2 separate regions of the Gossypium hirsutum genome follow, and region 2 is linked to region 1. A link is a contact called in public Hi-C data. All regions are on one chromosome and are shown on one strand. The core of a region is the stretch at or near the end of the contact, and the rest is flanking DNA. Distances in the headings are between cores, read along the strand shown.

What was found. A called contact is a pair of places that touch in the nucleus more often than the background predicts.
Region 2: a Hi-C map of leaf shows a contact between it and region 1, with 3 times the contacts expected there. The contact joins the promoter of LOC107945243 here to the promoter of LOC107917881 in region 1. A contact is called at or near these places in 11 of 34 Hi-C or Micro-C datasets (callus, fibers, hypocotyl and 2 more).

What each region holds. Positions count from the first base shown.
Region 1 is chrA01:19,483,125-19,489,923 of Gossypium_hirsutum_v2.1, reverse strand. LOC107917881 (serine/threonine-protein kinase/endoribonuclease IRE1b) reads left to right here and starts at 3,729. Exons shown (of 6, transcript XM_016847265.2): 1 at 3,729-4,123; 2 at 4,315-4,549; 3 at 4,745-6,168; 4 at 6,273-6,445; 5 at 6,564-6,799. The coding sequence starts at 3,999.
Region 2 is chrA01:19,676,519-19,683,362 of Gossypium_hirsutum_v2.1, reverse strand. It overlaps LOC107945243 (epidermal growth factor receptor substrate 15), which reads left to right and starts at 4,871. Exons shown (of 13, transcript XM_016879170.2): 1 at 4,871-5,510; 2 at 6,352-6,844. The coding sequence starts at 5,376. It overlaps LOC107940944, which reads left to right and starts at 643. Exons shown (of 1, transcript XM_016874410.1): 1 at 643-1,293. The coding sequence starts at 643. The coding sequence ends at 1,293.

The DNA.
Region 1 (6,799 bases), core at 2,480-4,979:
TTTGATTTTCTTATTAAACCTAAAAAGACAAATATCCTTTTAGATTTCAAAATACACAAATTTTCGATAAAGATTAAAGGCAAACTTGCTCCCGAAGATTTAAACGTCGCGTCCTAACTTACTGGATGTGACACTTTACTATCTCGGGATTAAGTCTTTGATGATCGCTTCAATGTAATCCAGGCGTTTTAAAATTAGCATTCATGAGAAGGGGTCGTATTTTAATTTTTTTTTTAATTTTTTTTAATTTTCGACATTAAGAAGTTAATTAATCGATTAGGTACCAATTTTGGGCGTGACGAGGGTGCTAATCCTTCCTCTCACGTAACCGACTCCCGAATCCATTTTCTCAATTTTCATAGACCAAAATCAGTTGTTTTAATAAATCGAAAGATTTTATTGAAACGACTAAATTTCTAGGTGATCCGATCACACCTAAACAAAAAAGATTGGTGGCGACTCCCATTTTTCGTTTTCATTTTCAAAACCAAAGTCGACGCCCGTTTTCAAAAAAATGATTTCGACAAATAGGTTCTTTTACTACCTTACAAAATAAACCCATTAGAGATTAGAACTCATAATATTTTTGGAGAATTTTGTATTTACGTTTTGAGGGTTCTTTGTTTTTTTGGGTTTTGGAGTTTAGTTTTTATCTCCATCTTTGTACTCTTCATTCTTTTGCTATTATAGTAAAATTATCTTTACCTGTGATTTTTTATCCTCTTTGGAGAGGTTTTTTCACGTTAAATTCGTGTATTCAATTTCTCAATTTCTTCCGCTATTTTTACTTTTTCATTGCTTAATCGAGTCGATCCCCAACAAAATAGATTGTCAGTACACGGAAACAAATATCTATTATTGGTTGTCAACTTATTCAACTGCCAATAATTAATATAAAGTAGCATCGACCCATATTTCTTTCTAACAAAAAGCATCGAAGCTCCCCAAGACGATATACTAAGGCGTGTAAAACCTCAATTTAGGAGATCTTGTAATTGAATTTTCAACTCTTTTAGCTCCCTTGCTGTCATATGATATGGAGCAATAGAGACTAGAGTTGCACCCGAGTAAACATCAATTACAAATTCCACCTCGTGATTAGGAGGTAATCATGACAATTCTTCTTGAAATACATCCGAAAACTCTTATATTGTCCAAATCTTACTCATTTGACTTTCATCTGAACTCGAGTTAATAACATAGGCCAAATATATTTCACAACCTTGATTCAAAAGTTTATTAGCTCAAACCAATGAAATGATATAAGTAGAATCACTCAACTTATGCCCTTGACTTCAATGATATCACCTTCAAGACTTTGGATAAAGAACTTTTTACAGGATTCCAAAATCATTTTATGCTTGATTAATCAATTCATTTTTAAAATTACATCAAAATCACCAAACAACATGATCAACGAGCACTATTTGTCCCAAAGAACTTGAAACGAATATTGGTATGCTTATAACTCCAACTTCAATTTTCCTGATTTCAAGAAGCTAAAATTAACGTATGAATGCATAAAGCTAGGATCAATTAAAGCATGAACAGGTGCAAAAAATAAAAGGAAAATACATGCTACAACATCGGTAGCATCATCCTCTTCTCTGTTTCGGAGCTCTAGCTTCATATCATTCCCTACTCTTTTTTTATTTTTGTTACTTTTAAAATGTTGTTTTATTATCTCAATTATTTTTCAAAAATAATAGACTTGTATTATAAATTAGATCAATTATCATTTAATAAGAAATGTATATTTTAAAAAAAAAAGATAATATGTATTATTTAATGAATTATAAAAAATAAAATCAGTGTAATACACTTGTCATTGTCCAAAACTTCATGTCTAACAAAAGTCTATTTTCTCAAGTTATTTAGACGGAATAAATTAGATAAATATATTTAATTGTATTGTACATGGTATATTTGATTTGATTTCACATTTTCCTAAGTATAACTCAGATAGGGTTTCTATATTTTGTTACTGTGCAAGCAGGGTTATTACAACTAAACATAAACTAACTGCATATAGATAAAACATAATGGAAAACTAAACATAAGTCTTATTTTAGCTTGTTTGTTTTATTGAAAATGAATTTGAGAAAATTATTTTTAAAAAATAACTTATTTATTTTGAAAGTTGATATTTTTTTATGTTTGGATGAATCTGTGTAAAATATTTTTTTATTATTTAACAAATTTCGTAAAAATTTCATAAAAGCTGTTTTCAATGAAACAAAAATACGTATGAAATTTTCTTATCTTTTCATTGTTTAATTGAGTTTAATTTATATCTATAAATTTATATTTTACATTTTCTTTGTAAAACAAACACAATATAAATATATTTGTTACAAAATATTATAATGTAATTTTTTTAAGAATCAAAATTTATTTTATAATAAGAAAATATTTTATAATAATTAATCTCGTATATAAACTTAATAATAAATAATGCTTAATTAAAATTTAAGTTTTTATACATTAATTAAAATTTAATTTAAATTACATATATTACAGATATAAGAGTATATATTGACGCATTAGAATTGTAAGAGATAAATGAAGTTAAGCATTATTTAAACAAATGCTTATATTTATATAATTAAAATATTTATATTTTGATACTAGGTTAAAATATGTTATAAGTCCTTATACTCTTCGTAAATTTTAAATTTAGTCCATGTACTTTTATTTTTGGGTTAGTGCTACTTTTTAGATATCAAAATTCAGGTTCAACTGTGAGTATTATTAAAAATATTTTGTTAAATTCATATTCATTATTACTTCATTTTTTAGTTACATGAATACCTAGTTTTTTATTATTATTATTTAAAACTGTGACATCAACAAAATTGAAAAAAATAATGTTAACAATTAGACTTGATTTTCAAATTAGAAAAATAGAGAAACTAAATTCCAAATTTATGAAGAGTACATACTACATAGACTATAGCATATTTTAACTTTTATACTACAAAACATTTATTATTAATATATTTATAATTGTAATAAATATTTATTATTAAAATATTAATATTAAATATTTTCAACAATATTCAAAGAATATTATTTAAAATTATTTTTTTTAAAATTTACTATTAAAATAAAATTTGAAATATTAAATATAATCAATTATATTAATAATTTATTATATGATTAGATATAGATAATTAAATATATATTTTAATAATATTGAAAATTATAATATTATATATCAATATTTGATTAATTTTAAATATTTTTAAAAATAAAAAAAAATTATTATTAATTTTAAGCTTAAAAAATAATTTTTATATGAAAAAAATTACGTATAAAGGAGTTTTTTTGATGAAGAATGTCTTATGCTTTTGAAAATGATAAGTTGTTTTACAGGAAAAGAAATATTTTCTGTTGACCTGTATGTCATTTTTCATTAAACAAATATAAAAGAATACAACAAAAAAAAAATTGAAAATCATTTTTAGTGAAAAAAAGGAAGGTGTTAAGTGTGTTTCTACTAAATGGTTATATTTCCAATTGAATGAGTTGATAATATGGTGATTAAGGCTTCTCCTTTTTATTCATTATTTAAAAAAGCCATTCCAATGTGATCCAACTGATTGACAACATATAAAAGGTTCCCATTGGTTACATATTTAGATGTTATTTATACCAAAATTTAGACATTTTTGTTAAATATTTGTTCAGGTTATAAAGATTGTGAAAATGCAAATTACCAAAGACAGCAGTCGTAACACAAGTTTTATAGTTCACTCAGCTGACGTGTGTGGATATGTTTGGTTAGCATGGTAACGACCGGACCAGGAGGTTGGACTTGGACACGAATCAATTGAAAATACGCCAAGCTGGCCAGGCTGCCCTGCCACCTCTAATTGACCTTTCCCCCTCTGTTGCGGTATTCTGCAAAATATCCCAATTCCATAACCCTAGATTCAGCATTTCCCAATTACACTCCAACATTTTTACCATCATTCATTACCAAACTCTGGCACGATATGAGGCGATCTCGGATTTTCCTTTTGCTGTTAGCCATCTTATTTTCTCCGTCTATACGCGGTTTCTTCTGCTCTCAGATCTCGCAAACTGCTCTTTCCAATCGTTTCCTGCCGCCCCGTCCTCCGTAAGTATCTTCAGCTCCTTATTCTCATTGGATTAATGCATTTAAGAAAGAAAAAAAACCGGATCTTTGATTTTTTTTTTGAATTACGAATTTTGCTATATCTGTCTATAATGGCTGCTGCATGATATGTGGAGTTCGCTTAAAACCCTGAAATCAGTTCTACTCAAATTGTATTTTGTGTCTTTATTTAGTGACGATGGGTTAGCAGTGGTAGTTACTCTGGATGGAACAATGCATTTAGTGGACAGAGTATCAAGGAAAGTTCATTGGTCGTTTGCATCGGGCAGGCCTATTTATTCATCTTATCAGGCCTTCCTTGACCAGGACAATGATAAGCTTAATACATCTGGACCCAACAGTGATTTGTATGTTGATTGTGGGGATGATTTGCAAGTCTATGTTCATAGCAGGAGCCATGGAAAACTGGTATCAATGCTCATCCTGCTTCTGTTTCTTACAGTTGTCTGTCCCATACAAATTTTGGGGTTTCTTAGTCATTGATTCTATTGTCTATGATAACTATTAAATTTGACTGATTGATTAGCTTGGAAATTTTGTTTATATGCTTTATTGCTTTCATACTGATAGCATCTTTTTCATCTCAATGGTTTTGCACTTTAGAAAAAACTTGAACTGAGTTGTGAAGAATATGTTAGAAGAACACCCTATATAGCAGAGGATGGAGGGATCACTTTGGGAGTAAAAAAGACCTCTATTTACCTTGTTGATGCAAATTCTGGTAGAATAGTACAAACTTATAGGTCAGATGATCCTCCCTCTACGCTAGATATTCAGAATGATGCAGGCGAAACAGTTCGTTGGACAAAGGATGCTGATGCACTGGTGGAGTCTGGTCCTTTTAACTCAACAACAGTCAAGCAATTTGTCTATATTATGAGGACAGATTATGTCCTCCAGTATTATTCTCCAAACTCTGCTGAAGTATTATGGAATGTGGCATTTTCTAAAATTGATGCTGAATTTCGATGTCAAGGATCAGAGGAAAAACTTTCTGCAGATTACATGCATGATTTTGAGTTGCAATTGCCATGTCAGAAGAGACCTGTTGTTATCCAAGTTCGTGATCATAAATTGTTGGAATCTCTCCCCGTCTTTGGCTGGCTTGATGGAATAATCCCACTGCCTTCTTCAAATCAGAATCCTCACTTGCCGCCTGCTGATGTATTCCCACTGGCTCTTCCTAGTGACAAACCATGGCTTGCTTTGCCAGCTTCTGAGATGGAAAACCCTCTTATGTTGGATACCGCTAATACAAACATCACTACAAGGTTTGACATTGCTGGATTCAGCATACAACCTTTCATTGCTTTCTTTGCTACCCTATTGACTATCATTGTCTTTGCCTTTTACCGCTTAAAACGAGGTAAGGGGAGTAAGCAGGATCAGGAAGTTAAATTGCAATCAGTACCTAAAAAGAAAAAACCTAAGAGAGTTGGGAATAGTAAGAGCAGTGGCAATAACGAGAAAAAGAACAAGCCTGTGTCAGAGGAGAATAATGTTGGAAATACCAACACACTTCCTTATATTGAAAGGAATGAAGGCAAATCATTGCTGAACTTTACAGATCTTGTTGATGGCCGAGTAGATGGGCGCCGAATTGGTAAGTTACTTGTTTCCAACAAAGAAATAGCAAAAGGAAGCAACGGTACCATTGTACTTGAAGGGATTTATGATGGTCGTCCAGTAGCTGTTAAACGTCTTGTGCAGACTCACCATGATGTGGCTTTGAAAGAGATTCAGAACCTTATTGCTTCTGATCAACACCCTAATATTGTTCGCTGGTATGGCGTCGAGTTTGATCAGGATTTTGTTTATCTCTCTCTAGAGCGTTGTACTTGTAGCTTAAATGACCTGATCTATGTATGCTCTGAATCTTTTCAAAATCAAGCCATTGTCAAGGATGAAGATTCAAAATTCTTCAATGAGTGTAATGTTCGATTGCATAGTGTGATGGAAAATAACAAGGTTATTGAACTCTGGAAGTCTAATGGACATCCTTCGGCCCATTTGTTGAAACTACTGAGGTAAATTTCATATCCTTAAAGCTTTCTCGTTCTCTTCTGCTCGTGGGTGTGTGTTTCTTTGTGTGAAGTTGATCAGAATATGACATTGTTATCTTTTTCTGTAGAGATATAGTCTCTGGGCTTGCCCATCTACATGAACTTGGCATCATACATCGAGATCTAAAGCCTCAAAATGTTTTGATAATCAAGGAGAAGTCTCTATGTGCAAAGCTTTCCGACATGGGCATTAGCAAACGCTTGACTGGGGATATGTCTTCCTTAACTCGCGGTGCTACTGGTAAGCTTACCAATCACGAATGGTATCATTCAGCAACAATTAAACCATGCACGTTTCGTGATACATTGCCTGTCTAAAGATTGGTCAAATTAATTCTTTATAATGTTGCTAAATGTAGGTTATGGAAGTTCAGGCTGGCAAGCACCTGAACAACTTCGTCAAGGACGCCAGACACGCGCTGTGGATTTATTTAGTTTAGGCTGTGTTTTATTTTTTTGCATCACTGGTGGTAAACACCCATATGGGGATAGTATTGAACGTGATGTAAATATTGTGAATGACCAAAAGGACCTCTTCTTAATAGAGAGTATACCAGAAGCAATGGATCTTTTCTCTCATCTCTTGGATCCCAAC
Region 2 (6,844 bases), core at 3,622-6,121, 190 kb before region 1:
ATAGGTTCGAGTTATTCGTTCAAAATATGGTTGGAAAAGTCAGCTTCTTGTTACTATTCATAGAAGTAATTGCTCTCACATTTGGCGATCTCTCTCTAAGGTGTGGCCCCTCTTTTGTGAGAATATCATGTGGTCCGTTGGCGATGGCTCTATAATTCGTGGCTAGAAAGATACTTGGATACCTGATGTTGAGCCCCTTTCTCTTATGTTTCTGCTCATGATAGGCTTAATTTGGATAGTACTCTGAAGGTTTAGGTGCTTCAGAGCGGCTCTTGGAATATTGATATGCTTCGTATTTGGCTGCCTGATGTCATGATAAGACGAATTGTAAGTATTCCTCCTCCTCATTCTGCTGGTGGTGAGGATAGAATCATTTGGGCTCGTCTTGGATCAGGATCCTTTTCAGTTTAAAGTGCTTATTGGGTCTTAAAGAAAAATGCTTAGAGCCCTAAAGATGATATGTGGAAGCTCATTTGGAAATATCAAGGTTCTCCGAGAGTTCGTCTTTTTCTTTAACTTGTGGCCAAATAGAGGCTTTTTACTAATTCAGAACGAATCAATAGAGGAATTGGGCAAAGTAGTGTGTGTACACGATGTGACCACGATACTGAAGACATTATGCATGTGCTCCGAGATTGTTCAATGGCCAAGGAAGTTTGGGAGCTTGTAGTTCCTCCAGAAAAACAATCCAAGTTCTTTTCTGATCCCTTTCAAATTTGGTTTTCATCTAATCCTTATTGTCATTCTAAGATGCAGGATAAGGGAATTACTTGGTCATGCCTATTTGGGCTAATCGCTTGGAGAATTTGGAAGAGCAAGAATTTGTTCATCTTCCAAAGCATTAATTGGACGGCTTATGATGTTATTAAGTCCTCTCTCAGTTTGGCCCAACATTTTGAGCCTTTCCTGATTGGGACCAAGGTAAGATCAACATCTTCGGAGATCCATCATCACTTTTCAGAAGATTGGGTGCATTTATTTTCTGATGGAAATGCCTTAGCAGGTGAAGTGGTTCGTGGTCGAAATGGTAATTGGATTCTGGAATTCACACATTATCTGAGTAATTGTTCACCTTTGGAGGCAGAATTTTGGGGTATTCTTGATGGAATTCTCATTTTATTAAATAAAGGGTACAAGAGAGTCAATATTCAGACTGATAATCTCGAAGTGGTCAGGCCTTGTCCATGGAAGAAATTGTGGATTCCGGTATTACTTTGCTTAGAAGAGTTAAACGAATTTTGCAATCTAAAGATCAGTGGGAAACCAAATATGTTCCTAGAGAATGTAACTTAATTGTAGACCAATTGGCAAATATTAGTCTTTCTTAGCAGACTCCTCTCCAGATATTTGAAGTACGTCATGATGTGGTGGCTACGGCTATCCAGCAAGATAAAGCTTTTAGTGTCTCTTAGGTTTTTTTTTTGAGTTGTATTTCTGTTTCTATTTTTCACCAAAAAAAAGAGAAGAAAAAGTAGTAAATAAAAATTTGATAAAATCAATGAGGAAAAGCTCTAGCTAAAGGTAAAATATTTGTTTAATTCATAGATTCGATCATCAATACAAGGATAACTTCAATGTCTTTAATAAATTAGTTTTAATTGTTGACTTAACACCAGATAACCAATCTCTGCTTACTTATTTGATAACCAAGAGATAACTCATTTGAAATTACTTCCATAACCAATAAATAACCTTATAACCTAAGGCCAAAAATTTAATTTACCGGCTGCATTAAGATCAAGAGAGACCTAATTCTAACAAAAAAAAATTACCTCAATAGGGTTAATTTAAGCTAGATCACACATCCACATCCACACCACATAATCATAAACTATGACATAAATAATTTATGCAGTTCGTCACTAGTATTAAAATGAATTAAATAATTACAAATTTAATTATTGTAATTAACAAGACAATCATTCTAAGCTATCAAATACTAGTAAGATATTTAACATACTTGAAAAATTATAATTATAATAGAAGATACATGAATACTAAAGAATAATGAAGAATTTAAGCACAAAATAAGTTTTATGAATTTATTGAATCAAACTTCAATTAACCTTCAATTAGAAAAGAGGAGTTTAGAAAACAATAAAATAAAGAAAGCACAAAAATAAAATAATACTAAGAGTGGCTATGTTTAAGTACCTTTCGTTTTAACTTAATAATGTCTATTTATAGTGTGAGAAAATACAAAAGTTCCCTTAATTAACTAAAGTGGAATTTTTCTAGTTTTCTTGGTAATTTTAGCTTCAAACTTCTAGGCCATTTTTGAATACCTTCCTAAATTTTTTTGGGCTTGAGTTGTGAGACAAATTTGGTTAGATTTTTCAATTTCCTTTGAATTGGTATATTATGGACCCAATACGAAGTTCTATACCTTAAGTTATGACCAAAATATTGAAATTGTGTTGTGTTGATAGTCTAATCCGCAAAAATTTGCCAAAAAATAAAGTCTAAGCTCATTTTTTTCTAATTACTTTCTAAATCAATAATAAATAAAATATAAGTATAAATAATATAATTAAGAACATAAATAACATAATTTAAGGGGAGAAATATCACAATTAAATCGAGAAATTATGCTTTTATCAATATACCATGTTGTTTAATAACATACCATCATAAGTTTGTCAAAAAAATAATGAGACTCCATGTTTTCTTTCTCCACAATCACACTCTAACCGAATGATGTTTCAGTTCCCGTCTTAAGCAACAACAACTAGAAGGATCTGCTTACACTTACTGTAAATCCAAGTCCTGTCTATTTGGACAATGGGCTTACAATTTGGCTATGTCTTAATCAATGGATCAAATGTCCAAAGTAATTGGTGGAATATTTTCATGCCTTCCACTAGTTGATTGAATGGATCTTATGCATTGAGGGTTCGCAATGCCACCACAGTACTTGGTACAAATTGTCGCATTGTTGCTAATAATGACGGCAACTCATTGTAAAAGTTGTCCCAATCTCCAAACAATCAAGAAATGGCATTCTGTTTTGCATGCTAAGCTTTTCGATAACTGATGGTGTACTTATATCGAGATTGCACGTTGACAATCATAACAATAACTGGAATAGTAGTGCGTGCCTTTACCAATGGCATAATGCAACTACAAATTAAGTCTTAATCTAATTTCTGGTGATCTTGCGAAAGTTGAACAGAAGTGCATGGGTTCCGTTCCATTTTTGGATCTCTGAAGCTTGTGTCCTCTTCCTAAGCGTAAGCCTAACTCTCTAATTACACCCATTCTTGTACTTCCAACACTCGCTAACATACAAAGTTAGCGAAGATACCACAACTTTGTAATCAACACAAGTTTTGATACTGTAGTACTTGATGGCTACCATAGTTGCATCCCTAGATGGAAATTGTGCCCTTACATATAACTCTTTAGAATTTTCATTTGAACTCATTATATAGCTGGACACTATGTCAAGATATTCTGAAAATTCCAATGCCTTAATTGCATTTATGTCAATGTTGTGCATGTGGGATAGAGGTTCGTGGAGATGAAGAATAATATGACCAATCATCTTCGTCGTCGTTATTGTTGACATTAGGAACTCCTTCAGATTTAGGATCATTAAAATCATTAATATCTTCTTGTTCATTTGGAAATTTGTAGCACTGATCATCCATGTTCAAACTAATAGGAATCAATGAGGTAGATGGTGCAATATACTGGTATGAATCATCTAAAGCTTCGTTTGAGTCAAGATCCAAATTGATATAAATGATAAAATGAATTTTTGGTTGAATGGTAAAGTATAAATGATGAAGATTATAAAAGCTTGGGTTCAAATGCTGTTATATATGAATATATATTTTTCTATTTTTATGTATAAAATATATAAAATGATATAACTTATTTTGTAAAATAATGGTACTTTTATCATTAGCCAATTGAGTTGGTGCCTGATTGACTTGTGACACTAACTCAACAAAATGCTTAATGTATAGAATAGATTATTACTTTGATTTATGCAATTTCAAATCTTTTAGTCAAATTACTAATGTGTTATGTATTTGGCTGTAACACTGACACTAAACTCAGTCACTCTTATTATATATAATATCGACAATAAAAAATTATATATTCCAAAACATATATTCATTAACAAATTAAAAATGGATGTGGGTGAAAAGGATTATGTAAAAAAATAAACGAGACTCTGGTCAAAGTAATAAGATTGGTTCACTTTTTTTTCTTTTGTAGTCACTAGTTGTTAAATTACTGATATAAAAATAACTTGACATCTTTTAATATTGACATAATAGCAATTTAACCTTCAACATTTATACATTGTGTTAATTTAGTCTTGATTCTAAAAAAATTAACCCTCAACATTTACACATTGTCTAATTTGGTCTTTTTTGTAGTTTTATTTTTCTTTTTGACATTGAGGGTTAATCTTAAAAAAGAAGAAGAGAAAATATGAAAATTATTATATTGGATTTTGGATGTTTCCATTTTTGGGATATTTTCTATCAAATTTAGTTGATAAATTTGTTTTTTTAGCTTTTTAGGTGAAAGGGTTATAAAGAAAAGTAAAATTGCAAAAAAGACCAATTACACAATGTGAAAATATTAGAGGGTTAAACTTTTTAGAATCAAAAATAATTTGACATAATGTATAAATGTTAAGTACTAAATCAATTTTAAAAGCTGCTGCGTCATCTTTTAGTTAGCCATTTAACTGCTCGTGATAAAAAAAAAAAGAAAAAATTAAAAAATTAGGTCACCATCTTATAATTTTATTTAATTGGGTGGTAAAAAAGAAACTTAAAAAATAAACGTAGTGTCGTGCAGCAACGTGAAATAAAGGCCGCCGCTACCGGCTCCATTGCGATTCCAGATTTCATTTGTTTGCTAATAATGTGCTTAGACTTTGGGCTTTATCAGTGGAGGTAGATGGTAATGGACTCCAAGAAATATTGCAGTTGGGTTCCCATGCCACCAAGCCCACATCATAATTGACTCCGATTGTCTCTCCTATTTCACCCAGTGCTTAGATTGAATCATTTAGGCAGTAGTCGTTTAAATCGCTTTTCTCCTCTCTCCACCTTCATCTTTATTATTGCTATTCATTCTCCTCTCCTCGATCTCACCACCAAACACCCTAACTCCCATTCTATATCCACTCTCTCTGTTTTATCGCGTGTACTTTCTTTCCTTTTCTTTTATTGTTCAAATTGTATTTCCTATTTCGAGATTCAATTGTTTCGATTCTTTTTGTAACCTGTTGTATTTTCCCTGTACTTGAGTTTGTGATCTTGTTCTGGATTTTATTTTCCTAGCCTGATCTAGGAGAGCTATACAATTAGTTCAGAATTCGCTTCAATTCTTTGTTTGCGGGCGTTTATATGGCGGGGCAAACTCAGGATCAATTCGAAGTTTACTTCAAGAAAGCAGATTTAGATGGGGATGGCAGAATTAGTGGAGTTGAGGCTGTTTCTTTCTTTCAAGGAGCCGGTTTGTCCAAACAAGTCCTCGCTCAGGTCCCTCTGTTTCTCCCCTTACATTTCATTTCTTATCAGAATCGGGATCTCTAGGAACTCGCCTTTTCCGAATATAGGTTAGATTGTATTTAGTTGTAACCTGGAGAAATTTCTCAATAAAACCTAAAGACTTGGCTGCTGTTTTTCTTTTTCTACAATTATCACTCTCCTACTTCAGATTTCTCTTAACCAACTTGTGGTTTGCTTATGGGTTTTGTTCTTTGTACGTCAAGAATTTATCAAATACTTGAAAGGTTTCAATTGTCTACTTTTTCGAGGATGTTATTAATAAGCTTTCAGAGTGCTAAAATACTTGTCTTTTTGGCCGTAGTTTCACTTGGAAGTACAATATCATACATCTGCAATAGGAACTTATCTAGCTTTTTTTTTGTGATTTAAATGTTGAATCTTGCCTTTGTTAGCTGCTGAACAAGTGACTGTTGTTTTGTTCTAGATTTTATTAATGTACTGTCTGTTACTCTGACACATACGGGAGGCTACAAGTTGATGGGTTGTAGATCACTACATCTATAGTTCGATATAGTAAAAAAATCAAAGAATCATTTTAATTCTGATGAAATAATAGATGCAATGCCTTAAGCCTTGCGCTACTTTCTGTAGCATTTGGTGGTCTTTGGTGGATTTTCACGCAATGAATGGCATGGTTTAGGGATTGGAATTTTTTATTTCTGGATTTGAATTGGATTAGTACACGTGTAACTTGTTGTACATATCTTACAGCGATTCTTGTGACCTATACGCTCTGTTTTTGTATAAACCTATTTGGCCAAGGAAGTTGATATTATGGGTCCATTCATATCAATTTATCCTATGACTGCAGATATGGGCATATGCTGACCAAAGTCATAGTGGTTTCCTGAGCAAGCAAGAGTTTTTTAATGCTCTCAAGCTTGTGACCGTAGCACAAAGGCGTGAATTAACACCAGACATTGTCAAGGCAGCATTATATGGCCCTGCTGCAGCAAAAATTCCAGCTCCGCAAATTAATTTTCCTGCCACAACACAGATGGGTGGAGCTGTGCCACCATCCTCTCCAAGTGTTGGGTTCAGAGGACCAGGAGTTCCAAATGCTGGTATGAGCCAGCAACATTTTCCATCTCAACAGAACCTCTCAATGAGACCCCAACAAACAATGCCTGCTGCCACTGCCCTGCACCCTTCTCAAGGTATTGCAGCTCCAGAGTTTTCTAGGGGAGGTAATATAGTTGGTCAACCTCAAGCTATGCCTGCTGGTTCTACTCCACTTTCACATCAATCCATGCCCACCGTTGCTACTGGTCCCAGTTTAACAAATCAAAATATGTCTAGCAATT